Regions from separate parts of the Zea mays genome. Here regions 1 and 2 are each linked to region 3. A link is a contact called in public Hi-C data. All regions are on one chromosome and are shown on one strand. Each heading gives the region's core, a stretch centred on a gene start, on an enhancer-like site or on the middle of the called end of the contact. The rest is flanking DNA. Distances are from core to core; before and after follow the strand shown.

Evidence for each region. A called contact is a pair of places that touch in the nucleus more often than the background predicts.
Region 1: a contact with region 3 is called in a Hi-C map of leaf, with 5 times the contacts expected there. The contact joins the promoter of LOC103648828 here to the promoter of LOC100193682 in region 3. A contact is called at or near these places in 5 of 25 Hi-C or Micro-C datasets (bundle sheath, ear and leaf).
Region 2: a contact with region 3 is called in a Hi-C map of endosperm, with 6 times the contacts expected there. The contact joins the enhancer-like site here to the promoter of LOC100193682 in region 3. A contact is called at or near these places in 2 of 25 Hi-C or Micro-C datasets (endosperm and leaf).

What each region holds. Positions count from the first base shown.
Region 1 is chr2:106,455,713-106,460,473 of Zm-B73-REFERENCE-NAM-5.0, reverse strand. It overlaps LOC103648828 (ABC transporter C family member 4), which reads right to left and starts at 1,965. Exons shown (of 12, transcript XM_020548375.1): 1 at 1,773-1,965; 2 at 1-1,705. The coding sequence starts at 1,631.
Region 2 is chr2:106,508,311-106,512,716 of Zm-B73-REFERENCE-NAM-5.0, reverse strand. No RefSeq gene overlaps it. Among protein-coding and RNA genes, the nearest start is that of LOC103648828, 52 kb to the right of the region's middle. Within about 2 kb of position 1,681, at least 19 of the 20 cell types and tissues checked have an H3K27ac peak or open chromatin away from gene starts, as enhancers often do. A contact at or near this core is called in endosperm and leaf, where this site is marked.
Region 3 is chr2:107,072,961-107,077,786 of Zm-B73-REFERENCE-NAM-5.0, reverse strand. LOC100193682 reads right to left here and starts at 2,887. Exons shown (of 3, transcript NM_001358862.1): 1 at 2,521-2,887; 2 at 248-2,122. The coding sequence starts at 2,020.

The DNA of each region.
Region 1 (4,761 bases), core at 716-3,215, 620 kb after region 3:
CACCCGAGCTCTTCTTCCCGGAGCTTGCGGATCTTGTTCCCGAACGTCTCCTCCCACGCCTGCAGCTTGATGACGCCGATGTAGTTAAGCAGCTCGGTGATGGCCTTCATGCGCTCGTCGCGCTTGGCGAGGAACTTGAACTGGTACTCGATGTTGAGCTTGTTGGCAAAGGCCACGACCACGGTGACCACGGCGATAGCAGCGACCGCAGTGAGCACGGCGGGGCCGAGGTGGGTGTAGAGAAGGGCAAGAGCGACGGCGATCTCCAGTGGCATGAGCCAAAGGTTGTGGAGCTGGTGCGTGACGTCAGCCACCTCTTGGGCGTCCACCTCCATGTAGTTCACGATCGCACCGGCGCCGTGCGCCCGGCGCGCGCCCGTGGACAGCCGCAGAGACTTCCGGTACACAGCGGCGAGCAGCGCGGCGTTGATGCGCATGCCCAGCTTCTGGCCCTGGAACTCGTAGTGGTGCGACGCCAGCGTCTCGGCCGCCTTGCCAACGAGGAGGACAGCGACGAGCTGCAGCCCCTCCGTGAACTCCCCGCCGCGTCGCACGAATTCGACGAACCGGTCCACAAGCGACGGGCCGATGTACATGACCGAGAGGTGCGCGACGCCGAGCACGGCGGTGAGAAGGAACTGCGGCCAGAAGGAGCGCAGCAGCGCGGTGAGCACCGGGCGCTGAGCCTTGGACGAACCTGGCGCCGGCGCGGGCCAGTTGGAGGTGAAGAGCACGTACGCCGCCTCGGCGGTGTCGGGCGGCGCCACGGGCGGGACTTGGTCGGCCGCGAGCGTCGCTCTGGAGCCCTTGGCGATGAGCGGGTTGATCCATCCGAACGTGGCTAGCGAGAACCACGACGCCGTGGCGTACGTCTCCTCCGTGGCGGCGGCGGCACGACCACCACCATTGGAATCGACGACGAGGCCGGTGGAGCCGGTGGCCGAGAAATAGAGTAGCGGGAGCGAGAGAGCCAGCCACGCGAACGCAAGCGGGTCATCGGGGACGAGCGGCTCGGCGGCGGCGTACCGCGCAGCCGCGCACCCGGCGTAGAGCGCGGCGAAAGCGGCCGTGGCGAGCCAGAAGAACCTGAGGTGGAGTGGGTGGAGTCGCGCGGGTGACGTCCCTGCCGTGTTCTTCTCCACCGCGACAACCCATGCGGCCGCGAGGTGCGCGACGGCGTGCGCGGCGAGGAACGCGCACTCCGCCGCAAGCAGCCCCGTGGTCCTCCCGCTGCGGCGCAGCAACGCGAGGAGAAGTAGAAGCACAAGGGCGGCCGCCGCTTGGACCGCGGAAGTCGCGAGCGCTAGGCCGTGCTGGAAGCTCCAGCTACGGCGGAGGGGAGGCGGCGCCTGGTCCGTGGTGGCCGGCTTGGCGAGGAGGGGCTCCCGCTCGCGGTGGTCGAGGCCGAGGCTCAGGCCATCGTTGCTCCGGGCGAGGCGGGCGCGTAGGATGACGGCGAGCGCAACGACGAGGAATAGGAGGTCGATCGCGGCGAGCAGCGCGCGCTGCAGGCAGGGGGAGAGGAAGAGGAAGGCGAGGCGGCCGGCGACGGAGGACGCGGCGGGCGTCGGCGGCGCGGAGCAGGCAGTGGTGGCGAGCCACCACGGGAGGGCGGAGGGTGGGGCCTCCATCACTGGCAAGTGGCCCGTGGTGGTACCTCACATTTGGGTTTGGGTGCGACGAGGCGGGAGGCCGTGGCGAAGTTCTGTCGGAGAGGACAGGACCTCAGTAGTCAGTATAGCAGCACCGCAAGCGGAGAAGAAAGCAATTACCTAGTCCTAGTGAGCGTTGGTGAACGGCGACTGGTCAAGGAACGTAACGCGGCGGCGCGGAATACTCTGCGACTGTGAACGCCAACGCCGGTGCGGACGGGGCGAGGGGCGCCGACGATATCGAAGTAGAAAATTTGGCACTAGCTAGCTACGCTAGGCGGCGCATATTGAAAATTTTAAAATGCCCGCAGTCAGGATAATCCGCAGTCGCCATGCCAGGATAATCCGCAGTCGCCGCCGGCGTAAACTATCCTAGTACCACGTCCACGTTCACTTTTCATCCAGAAAGCATTTGAAAAACAAAATGAAGGAATAAAGCCTACTACTGCCTGTGAGCGTCGCGGAGACGCGGACTACTGCAACATTTTCCACTTATTGCATCATTTCTTCTTCTTTTTGTTTTTGGCGCTGGCAGTATTTAAACTTGCAAGACCTTTTGCGTGCCTTTGGTCTAAAAGAAGAAACGGCTTAGAAAAGTCAAATCTAGTAGTAGTAGGTGTTGGAATGACACCACCGTTGTCTTTCTTTTCTCTAAATCGAACAACTCCATTTTTTTATTAGAAACATTCAAATAGAATTAATCTTAGCAACCAAGGAACTGGTTTGGCGCTGATACAACTCCAAGTCCAACAACGCTTAGCCAAGGAACTGAATTGTTCGAATCTGTTAGGCATCCACACTTATGAAACTATAGGATACATTCGAGCCGGTCGGGCCGGCCGGTTCCAAGCCCGAAAAGACCCGATCTATTTGTATTTTGGGTCAGACCGGCCTGTTTGAATTTCAATCCTCTGAAGATATTGAAAATCAAGACAACATGAATTTCAAACTCAGCAAAACTCGCGCATACGTAGCGCTGGGTGATTTGAGGCCTAAACCACCAAACCTGTCGTGAGCACCGCACCTCGTCCACGTACTCCACGACCAGACGCATGTCCCGTCAGTCCTCGACCACGCCGGCAGCGCGGTCCACTCCACCACTTCCTCGCGCAAGTCTGTGTCCTAGGTGTCAACCACCGCGGCTGGTCACCCGTCAGTCAAGAACCAGCACTCGCCCTTCACCGCTCCTTATCCATCAGCACGAGCCTGCATGACCTTCACCTCAGTCGTCGACCACAGTCCCTTTGCTCCACACCTACACACCACAAGCCGACCGACATGGTTGCACAAGCATAATCTCACACTTTTGTCAGTCCACTGACTACCCCAGAGTTATATCCGTTGACAATCACTCATCATCAACCCGAACCACAAGGTACAAAGTCAACCTTATGTTCGCAATCTCTCCCTTGATGAGTGCATTGTCAAAACCACCATATGAGCATATATAAACAGAAAGAGGAAGACAAAAGAGAAACTCACTCAAATGACCAAAAGCCATATAAAAGCCAGACAAGTCATTTAGAGTAAGCAAAACTTGGTCCCCAAAGAAATGGGCAACGGCTCAACACGACCAAGCAATAAAAGGCTAGCCCTCAATAAGAGGCAAAAACAGGGCTCAACACCATTAGCCAGTAGCAACAAATCTCATCGGAGCACAAAAAGCTTTATCGGAGCATAAAAATCAATTCAGAGCATAAAATCAGCACAAAATCTAAAATCAAAGCTAGTTCCTTCAGAAAGATGCAAACGGCTCAACACAACTAGCAAAAGCTCCAAAAGGCTCAACTCTCCTCCCCCTGTCACAATACTCCCAAAAATCTCTACCAAAGACAAATAACTCCAAATAACACATCCCTCCCCCTTGGATGAGAGGAAGCCCGAAAGACCAAATTCTCCCCCTAGATAGAGGAACCGGAAAATCAAAATCTCTCTCCCTTGTTGACAAGTGAACTCATCAAGCACAAACAAGGGTAGAAAGAAAAACTCCCACTCGACAAGAGAACTCCCCCTGAGAAAAAGCAGAAATGCAACAGAGAGTAGAAAATAGAGAAAATGCAGGACCTTCAGGAGTATACCAGTGTAAAGCCCAAATTTTGTTTAAGATAAAAAAATACAATAAATAAATGAATACACTTATATGTTGGTGTTTTGGGAATTATGGAACCTTTAAAGATTATCTAGTTTTCTTCTCGTCATACATACTCAATTAAAAGAATTATATTGGTCGAATAACAAATAAATAAATAAATATAGGAAAAATGCATATCATGCTGGAGTTCTTGTCTATTTGTATTTGTATTCAAATTTATGAGACAAGTTTAAGTTTGAAAAATAGAATTTGAAAATGGAAAGAGAAATAAGAAAAGAGAATGAAATAGAAATGCAAAATACATTACAAAGAAATATATATAAATAATTATAATTCTTCATGCTAGTACTTTATTTGTGCACTTAATCTGTGAAACTCACCAGCAAATTTGAATTCAAAATACCAAATTTGGAAATTTAGAAGAGAGACAAAACTGAAATAAAAGAAAAGAAAAGAAGAAGATTTACCTGCGCATGGGTCATTTCCTCCTTTGGCCGGCCCGTTCACTTCTCCCACTCGTGGCCCAGCCACTTGCTCGGCCCACTCCCAATCCCCCCTCGCAGCCCACAACAACAGTCAGCGCCGACATGTGGCCCCACCTGGCCAGTCAAAACGCATCGCGTCGCTGAACCCGTGGGTCGCTACTTGTGGGCCCCGCTTGTCAGGTCCCAACTCTACTCCACGCGTGCCCTTGGTGCTATGTCATGTGGGTCCACTCTGTCATTCGCTCTTGCCACGCGCTTCGGCTGACGCGTGGGACCTTTCCATCAGATCGGTCTTCTCCAAAACCGCAGTTGGAGAGCTCCATCGATGTCCGAGCTCTCGACCAATAACTCTGCAACAAACTACAGTTTCCTCGGCTGTCGTGGGGTCCTCTCCGAGTATATAAACCATCGTGCCCCCTATTTTGAACCTCCATCCAAATCAAGGTCGTAGAGAGAAAATGAGAAGGGAGTGATTGCCGCCATTGCCATCCTCTGCGCTTGTCATCGGTCCAGCCATGCAAATTGGTCGGGG
Region 2 (4,406 bases), core at 432-2,931, 560 kb after region 3:
ACGGCCTAGATCACTCACGAACTCGTCACGACATCCTCCATGCACCTTATCCTGTGGTACATGTCCTTGACATGGGGAGGATGTGAGTACAGCAAGGGTGAGCTCACATACGTTCATCGCTCAACAAGTTGTGGGGAATAATGTGCATGAACTCACCAAAGGTGGGAGCTTTTGTGAAGTGTAAGGCTTACCAAAGGAGATGATTAAAGCTGAGCATTGCTTTTTGTAACAACCAAAACCTTGTTTTAGTTATTTAAATAATTCTCCCAAGATTTGAGAATAGAATGACTTCCAATAATAGATCTCTTTAGAAGGAATATTTTACTAAAATAAATAGTAATATTGAAAGTGTGGCTGTTCAAATGTTAAATTTAAAACTTTGAAAGTATAATTAATACTTGAGAATGTTCACTAAGATACGTAATGGTGGTATATCAGAAATCGTTTTCTTAAAATAACATCTTTTGTGAATACTAATTTTATATTGCAAAACATTCCTTGTTAAATAGAAAATGGGATAATAAATAAATAAATAAATAAGACCTTTGCACCCATGCTGGGATTTTTCTTTGTTTGCTCATTCAAATTGATATAAAGTTTGAACTTTATTTGGAATTTGAATCTAAATTAAAAATAAGTAAAAGGAAAAGAAATCAGAAAAAGAAAATAAAAAAGAAAAGCAAATGGACAAACTAGTTCTTGGGCTGATTTCCCTCCCCCTCTGCCTAGTTACCCTTTCCCACTGCCCTGGCCCACTCTCAACTCACCCCCACGCCAGCCCACCTCCACCTCCCGTCATCGCCGACATGTGGGCCCCATTGGTCGGCCACTCCGCACTCGCGCACTAGCGATGGGCCATGGCTTGTGGGCCTGATTGGCCAGCGTCTCGCGTGCGTGTATCTATCTCGGCTGAAACCGACATGTGGAGCCAGTTTATCAGGAGTCCTTCACCACCAAATCCACGCGTAACAAACCCATGTGTGCGTCCGCCGGGGCATGTTCACCCGGCCACCGCGGACTTTGTCGCTGCGGACTCTGCCGCCGCTCTATAAAATCATGAGGCCTCTAGCCCCTGCCAGCATGGGAGCCCCCCAAGAACGCGTAATGCCTCGCCACAAGAACCGGGGGGATCGGTGCGGAAGAAGAGACGCCGCCACGGGGGAAACTGAGGAACGTCGTCGCTCGGGGTGGAGCATGGGGTCAGGGAGCTTCGCATTCTCTTGAGGAGCGTGTCGATGGTTATCGTTGAGCTCTGGTGGCCAAAAATTGGTGGCAATTGCTCGTCGGGCTCGGTAAGGACAGCCCTGCTCCATCCATCGTCGATGGGAGTCTGCGCGGCCCAATAGCTGGTAACTACCCACCCCTGCCGTTCGCCTTGTCCTATTCATAGCGTAGAACCGATCGTTCATGATAATGGTGTACCAGGGCACCGGCGCTGTTTGCCAGCCATGGCCGCCGTCGCACAAGCCCTGTGCTCCGCGTTGAGAGAGCAGGGTTGAGGGAGAAGAGTGGTGGTCATCGGTCCTTGGATCGACGGTGGAGATCGAGTATAAAGGATAAAATTTGGTGGGTGGCATGTGTACCGTAGATCTCGTTGTTTGCGCCAGGATTAAAAGGTCCATACCCCCCTGCTTCACGTTCTGATTTGGTCCGTTGGATCGGAGACGAGAGGAGAAGATTACATATGGGCATGGGTCATCCCGGACTGTTGATCCATGATCCAACGGTGGTGGATGAATACTGGTTCACATGAGTTTAAAATCTAATCTGGACCGTTTAGGTTAGATCGGGTGGCTAGGATGGCTGTGTACCCCTTCGGACCCGGCAATGTGCAAAAGAGCCCCTCGGCTTTCACAAAATCAACCTGCAGTTCTCTTAGGTTCAAAGAACCTCGCAAACTAGTCCTAAAATTTGTAATCAAACCCCTGTACTTATAGAGAATCATGCCTGCCGTCCACTAAGGAAGATAATTTATATAAAACGAATCTGAAAATGATTTTAAGTATAAGAATAATTCCATAAACTTAGATAATCTATATTTTATGCATTTTGAATATGTTTTGATCCATTCCAATTGCATTAGATCCATAATAATATTGTTTATCCCCTGGTAGCTTTATTTTGTTATGAAACCTAAATTGATTATGTATTTAATCTCTTTTGTACCCCACTCCTAAATCTTTAGAAAATCATAACTTCATAACTGTAGCTCCGAATTTAGCGGTTCTCGAACCTACGATCTCGTAGCGACGCGTAGAATATTATTATGCAGCTTGTGCTTATGTTTGGTGTCATGTTAATTTTGCATATACCATGTTTGCTTGTATTGCTACGAATAGCAGTGAGGTCATTAGAATCTGAAGACCATCCTGGTACCTAGAATCTAGAGTCTAATGCAAGTTGTGCTCTTGATTACTCCTTTTTACCTAATAATGTTTGTTGTTAATCACTGTGATACGCTCAGGTTAATTTGATGGGACGTAATAGGTTTTCCCTAGCATTGTTTATCCCACACCTTGCAAACAGATGAATTATTGGGTAGATTTGCTATTGCTCTACCTGGTTTTAGGAAACTAATGTTTTATTATGATCATGTTCCAATTATGTTGTTAAATTTTTGTTCATGATAAAATCATATTTTTAATTGGAATATGGAGAACCACCCGGGAAAACAGTGCTATCACAAGGGTGGTACGGGACGCCCTTGGCTGACTAATTAGGAAAGCTAGTGGAGGACTACCTTACCCGAAAGGGGCAAGGACAGTAGGGGAGTGGTCGGTATAGAAAGGTTCGAGGGCTGATTTTGTTGTGATGTCTTTTCAGACGAGGGATTCCTATGTTACACTCCCTAGAACTGTGGCGGGTTTTCTGAAGCTAGTGTAACTTTATAAAGGCCTCATAGTGGTACCCTGCCTTGCTTCCTTGGTAGAGGTGTATGGGGTCCGATCAACCCCATGGAAAATGGGTAACACGACTTGTGGGTAAAGATGTGCAACCTCTGTAGAGTGTAAAACCGGTATATCAACTGTGCTCACGGTCATGAGCAGCTCGGACACCCACATGATTAATTTATGGAATTAAACTTAATTTGTCATATGCATTGCATTGTGGGTGTTGTTATTAATTTCGATCTCTTACTAAATTGGGTTGGTATCTACTTATACCTAGTAACTGCTAATAAAATTTTGACCAACATTAAAAGCAATGTTCAGCTTTAACCATCCTCTTTGGTAAGCCTTACACTTCACATGAGCTCCCACCTTTGGTGAGTTCATGCACATTATTCCCCACAACTTGTTGAGCGATGAACGTATGTGAGCTCACTCTTGCTATACTCACATCCCCCAGGTCAAGAATAGGTACCACAGGATGAGGCGCGTGAAGGATGCTGAGATGAGTTCGTGAGAGGTCTAGACCGTCGTCTCCTAGTCAACTTTGGTTGCTGGATCATTGTCTTCATATGATGTAATTATTTAACTATTTTGTACAGAACTCCTATTATATAGTAAAGATGTGACATTCGTTTTTGTACCATGAGTCATCATATGTGTGAGACTTGATCCTAGTAAACTTGGTGATTATTTCACGCACAGGTTTTGGACTCACTAGAACCCAGGTGTGACACTTTTAAAGTTGGTCAAATTTTTATTAACAGTTACTAAGTGTAAGTACATACCAACCCAAATAAATAAGAGATCGAGATTAATAATAACACCCACCATGCAGTGTAAATGACAAATTAAGTTTAATTTCAGAAGTTCCAGAAGTTAATCATGTGAGTGTCTGAGCCGCTCATGACCGTGAACACGGCTGATATACCAGTTTTACACTCAGCAGAGGTTGCACATCTTTACCAACAAGTCGTGTTACCCATTTGCCATGGGTTTGTACAGACCCCATACACCTCTACTAAGGAAGCGAGGCAGGGTAGCACTACGAGGCCTTTCCAAAGTTTCACTAGTTCAAGAAAACCCGCTACGGATTTAGAAAGAAGGAAGCATAGGAATCCCTCGTCCGAAAAAGCTTTACAAACAGTTCGACCCGAGGACATCCCTATACTCTGTAGCGACACCTCCCCGCTTGCCCCTACCCGGTAAGGTAATTTCACCCTAGCTTTCCTAATTACTTGTCCAAGGTTGTCCCATTCCACCCTTGTGGTAGCACTATTTTTCCAGGTGGTTCTCCATGTTCCAATTAACAATATGATCTTACCATGAACAATAATTAAACAACAACATAATTGGAACATGATCATAATAAAACATTAGTTTCTCGAATCCAGGTAGAGCAATAGCAAATCTACCCCATAGTTCATCTATTTCCAAGGTGGGGGATAAACAATGCTAGGGAAACGTATTAGGTCCCAATCAAATTAACCTGAGCATGTCACAGTGATTAACAATAAT
Region 3 (4,826 bases), core at 1,638-4,137:
GTCTGGAAGGTCCAAGTAATCGAAGATAAACTGAGTCAAGTAGGGTAACAGAACCACCACAATCTAATAAATTGTTGTCGCTTTAACAATATTAACCTTGCATAGAAGTCAAACCTAACCAAGCATTATCAGCAATATATATACAGAGCCTGAGAAGCACCAGGAGCGAGTGACATAAACGAGATGACAATATAGTTTTCTTCCTATTGGATGTAAATGCTTGAGATGTTTTATTATTTCGATTTACCTGCACAATCTTCTTGCACATATTGAAGCTAAGCCCCATCTCAGAATTGTTTGGTTTGGACCCATGACTTATCTGACCGTTTGAACTCAAAAGATAGTCCTTGGATTTTCTAATCCTAATCTCAAATTTCACACAAACATAGCCCCCAGAGAAGTTTGTTCTCCGCAGCATCCAGTCATGATTATGCCTCTCTTCAACCTCATTATGACCATTGACATATAACGAGATACAGCCGACATTACATCGGTTTATTAGGGTGCCTACCATGTGCAGGACAATGTGGAAGACTCTCTTCTCATCACCAATGATCCTTTCTGGCAAAGAATTATCCACTTGAAACTCAAACTCTACACCCTTGCAACCAGTTAGACATCTGACCACTCCAACAGCTTCTTTAATAAAAGAATGAAGATTGAACGGCCTCCTCACCAAAGACAAGTGCTCACAGTTCATTGTCGATGTTTGCATCACATCATTCATCAGTGTGGACGCAACACTGCTTGTCTTGGCAATGGCATCCATCACAACCCTTTGCTCTGGATTCATGCTCTCCTGTTGCATCATTGAGACAAGACCAAGGATTGAGTGCATTGGCCTTCGCATTCCGTCGTACATTGCAGTCTGGAAGGAATTCCGAGCTTCCCCTGCCCTCATGGCTTCATGCTTTGCCTGCAGCAAGTCCCTATACTGCTCAGCAAGTTTCTCTCGCATCAGCTGAGACTCCTCTAGGAGTGCAGCATGTGACAAAGCGACCGCAACTTGGTCAGCAACTACTTCAACAATCTCCAACTCTCTTCTACCCCACCCCAATGAACCATCATTAGGCAAAACCAGAACCAAGATAGCATAGCTCGTCTGCATCACTTCTGGAGTCCCTCCTTTGAAATTTGACACCCTTAACATCGGCATCCTTATTGCAGCCACAGGCCCCACGTCAAGCTTGCGGGTAGCAACCCCTAGTGCCGAATCTGGCCCAAGAACTTTTGCGTCCTTGGTAGCCTTTATTTCTTGAACATCTGGATCATCAATAGGAATCGAGCAGTTCTGCTGGTCCATTATATCCCTTTCCCTTGGCTGATGAGTTAAGATCATCTCGCTCCTGGTTTCATCGGGCATCCAGACAGCACAATTCTGCAGTTCCAGCGCTTTCGAGAGCTCAACCATGGTGGTGTACAAGATGGTGTGCCTGTCGAGCGACTTGCGGATCTCCTGTGTGAGCATACGCACATGCCAGCTCGCCTCTTCTTTCATTTTCATCATCCCCACCTCCCGGTCCAGCTCACGTGCCTTGTTCACCAGGAAGTTTTCCCTGACCTTCACCCTCAGGAGCTGCGGTATCAGTGTCAGCAGCGTGATGGCTGTGGCGAAGGAGACTAGTGCCGTCATGAACTTGGCGACGGTGAGGGCGAGCACGAGGTGGAAGGAGTGCGGGTCGTAGGTGAACACGGTGATGAGGTGCGTGAGGCCGCAGAGCACGATGAAGGCGCCGAACTGCAGCACGATCCATTTGAGGGGGAAAAGGTCGGAGCAGGTGGCGAAGTAGAGCAGCTCGAGCGGGATGGAGAAGTAGGCCGCGGCGATGAGGAAGTCGCTGACCTTCTGGCATTGCAGGATGTTGTAGGTGCTCGAGAGGGCGCCGTCGTCGGCGTCGTCGCAGCCGCAGTGGCCGAAATCGACGGACGCCGCCGACGGCGAGAGGAGCAGGGAGGAAAGGAGCAGGAGGATCCACACGGAGGAGACGGAGACCCCGCACGGCGCCGTTCCCACCACCATCGGCTCTACCACCAACCAGGCTTCATTCAGACGTGCATTTGCGCATTCCTGCACCGACTGGAGGCGCTCGGCGTCGATTCCACACTGCACGCGCCGACGCTCCTGCATTCATCAGATGTAGTATAAGTACAAATTGAACGCAGTTAACATCACAGCTTTGCAATCAATCAAACCGCGGCACACAAATCAAGATCTGGCGAAAAGCAAATCGATGCCTTTGGGCGGTTGGGCTTGGGCACGTGTTGAAGATTTAATCCTTCCAAAAAATAGCATCGAAATACATGTATCGGTCAAAACCGAATCCATCAGTCCACCATGGATCTTGTTATACACGTACTCCAGAAGGTAAAAATATGGGCCAGAGTAGGTAGGAGATTTAGAACAGCCCAAATCCGATAAACCCCCGAGCTCGAAGCATTCCACAGTCCGGTAAAAAAAAATCCAAACATATTTGTTGAACTGAAGGAAAAAAGCATGGAGGAGTAACTAACGCTGCCCACCTTCGGCGTTCGGCCATCTTTCCTGCAGGCTGCAGCAGCAATCTTCCAGAGGAGGAGAGGAGGTAGTAAGGTCGCCAAGAAACACGGTGGAGGCACCGGTACTAGCACCAGCACCGTCTCCACGTGGGCCGGTCACGGATCGAGCCAGGAAACCTCGGCACCGGCGGGAGACCGGAGCTCGGCGGATCCATAGTCACGAGGCCGCCGAGAAGAAAAAAAAAGGTCTGTTTTTCCTTCCCTTCCCTCACCGCTGGGCGCTTGAGCTGGGCGGAGAGAGCGACGTCGGAAGGCGGGGAGCGCGCGGCCTTCGTGGTGGGGGTGGCTGGGGGTGAGGGCGCTACGCGACGACCGGACCAGCGGAGCTGAGTAGGAAGAGTAGGCGATGCTTCGGCAGTTCAGCGGGTCGAGCAGGGGGGTTGGGTTGTCTCTCCGGCGGGGTTCACTAAACCGGTTGAGGGTTTGTTCGGTTCTATCCTAATTTATATGGATTGAGAAAGATTTAGTGAATTTTAATCTTAGTAAGTTAAAATTTCTTTCAATTTGAATCAATTACTTCCAATCTATATAGATTGAAAATAACCGAACAAGATCTGAGGGGTGAAATTGTGAAAACATGTGCCCATCGATACCGGTGAAAATAGGTAGGAATTGGTCAAAAAATTTTAATTCAAAACCCATAAATCGATAAGACTGATTAATCGGTTTTTGGCCTGATAAATCGACAGCATAGAAATAAAGACCGAGCTATATGTATTTTGTAAATAAAGCATATTAAGGCTCCATAATTTAAACAAAAGATGACCCTAAACAATATCACAATTTTAATAATAATATTTAGCAGTTTCATAGTTCACAAACAATGACGAAGATAAAAATACACCATTCATAGTTCACAGTTGTTGCTCCGTCAAAGATCATTCACACATGGTGCATTCCACTGATATTGTGCTTGTGCCATATTATACTCCTCCGTTGATAGCAACATAATACCTTGCTCATGTATCAATTGTGCATTGTACCCTGTCCAAGTCTGATCGGTCCACGAAGAAGTCGTAATCCATGACTCCACCAACATTTGGTAGTACTTAATGTCCTCCCATTCGTACACCCACCTCATTGGTTACTGTGTCACCTCACCAACCGGATAATTGGCATAGGAAAGTAGGGGTGAAGACGAACCTTGTCTTTTATTGCTAGAATCGGGGTCTGATATGCTTGTTGTAGGCCTTGGAGTCTGATCCCTATGTGTCCTACACTGGCAGGTGCGCCGTGATCATGGTCTTATGTAGTGTATTCGTATTGGGACTCCCTACATAGTTATGAAAACATGGTTAGATATCAATCACTAATTTATTAAGAACTAAATGTAATGATACATATGAAATGTATCGAAGCCATCTAAGACCCACTTGGCCACTTTAACACCATAAATTTAGGTGTATAAAATTTCTTCTCTAGTATCTACCAAATTTAGGTGTTACCTCTCTTCTTCTCTCTATAGTTTCCTTTTTCTCTCCCTTTTAGTAGAGGTTTGGTTATTTTATTTGGAGATGTATTTGAAAGGGAAATAGGCTTACACCTTTTCCTAATTGATTTTGGTGGTTGAATTGCCCAACACAAATAATTGGACTAACTAGTTTGCTCTAGATTGTAAGTCTTACAGGTGCCAAAGGTTCACAACAAACCAATAAAAAGACCAAGAAAGGGTTCAAATAAATAGAGCAAAAGATAATCCAAAGGAAGCTCTGGTCTGGCGCACCGGACTGTCCGGTGCACCAGGGAACCCAACTCTGAACTTGCCACCTTCGGGAATTCGGGAGGCCGCTCCGCTATAATTCACCGGACTGTCCGGTGCACCAAGCGGAGCAACGGCTCCAAGCGCCAACGGTCGTCTGCAATGGCTATAGTGAACAGGAACAGTGCCGACTGCGCGCGCAGAGTCAGAGCAGGCGTCAGAAGGCGCACCGGACAGTGAACAGGACCTGTCCGGTGCACCACCGGACTGTCCGGTGACCCAGTTGTCAGAAGCTCCAACGGTCAGAACCCAACGACCTGGTGACATGGGTGGCGCACCGGACTGTCCGGTGCGCCATACGACAGCAGCCCTCACCAACGGTCCTTTTGGTGGTTGGGGCTATAAATACCCCCCAACTACCACACTTCAATGCATCCAAGTTTTCAGCCATCAAACCTCATACAAGAGCTCTAGACTTCATTCCAAGACACAAACAAAGAGATCAAATCCTCTCCCAAGTACAAAGATCATTCCAATCAAATAGTGACTAGTGAGAGAGACAATTGTGTTC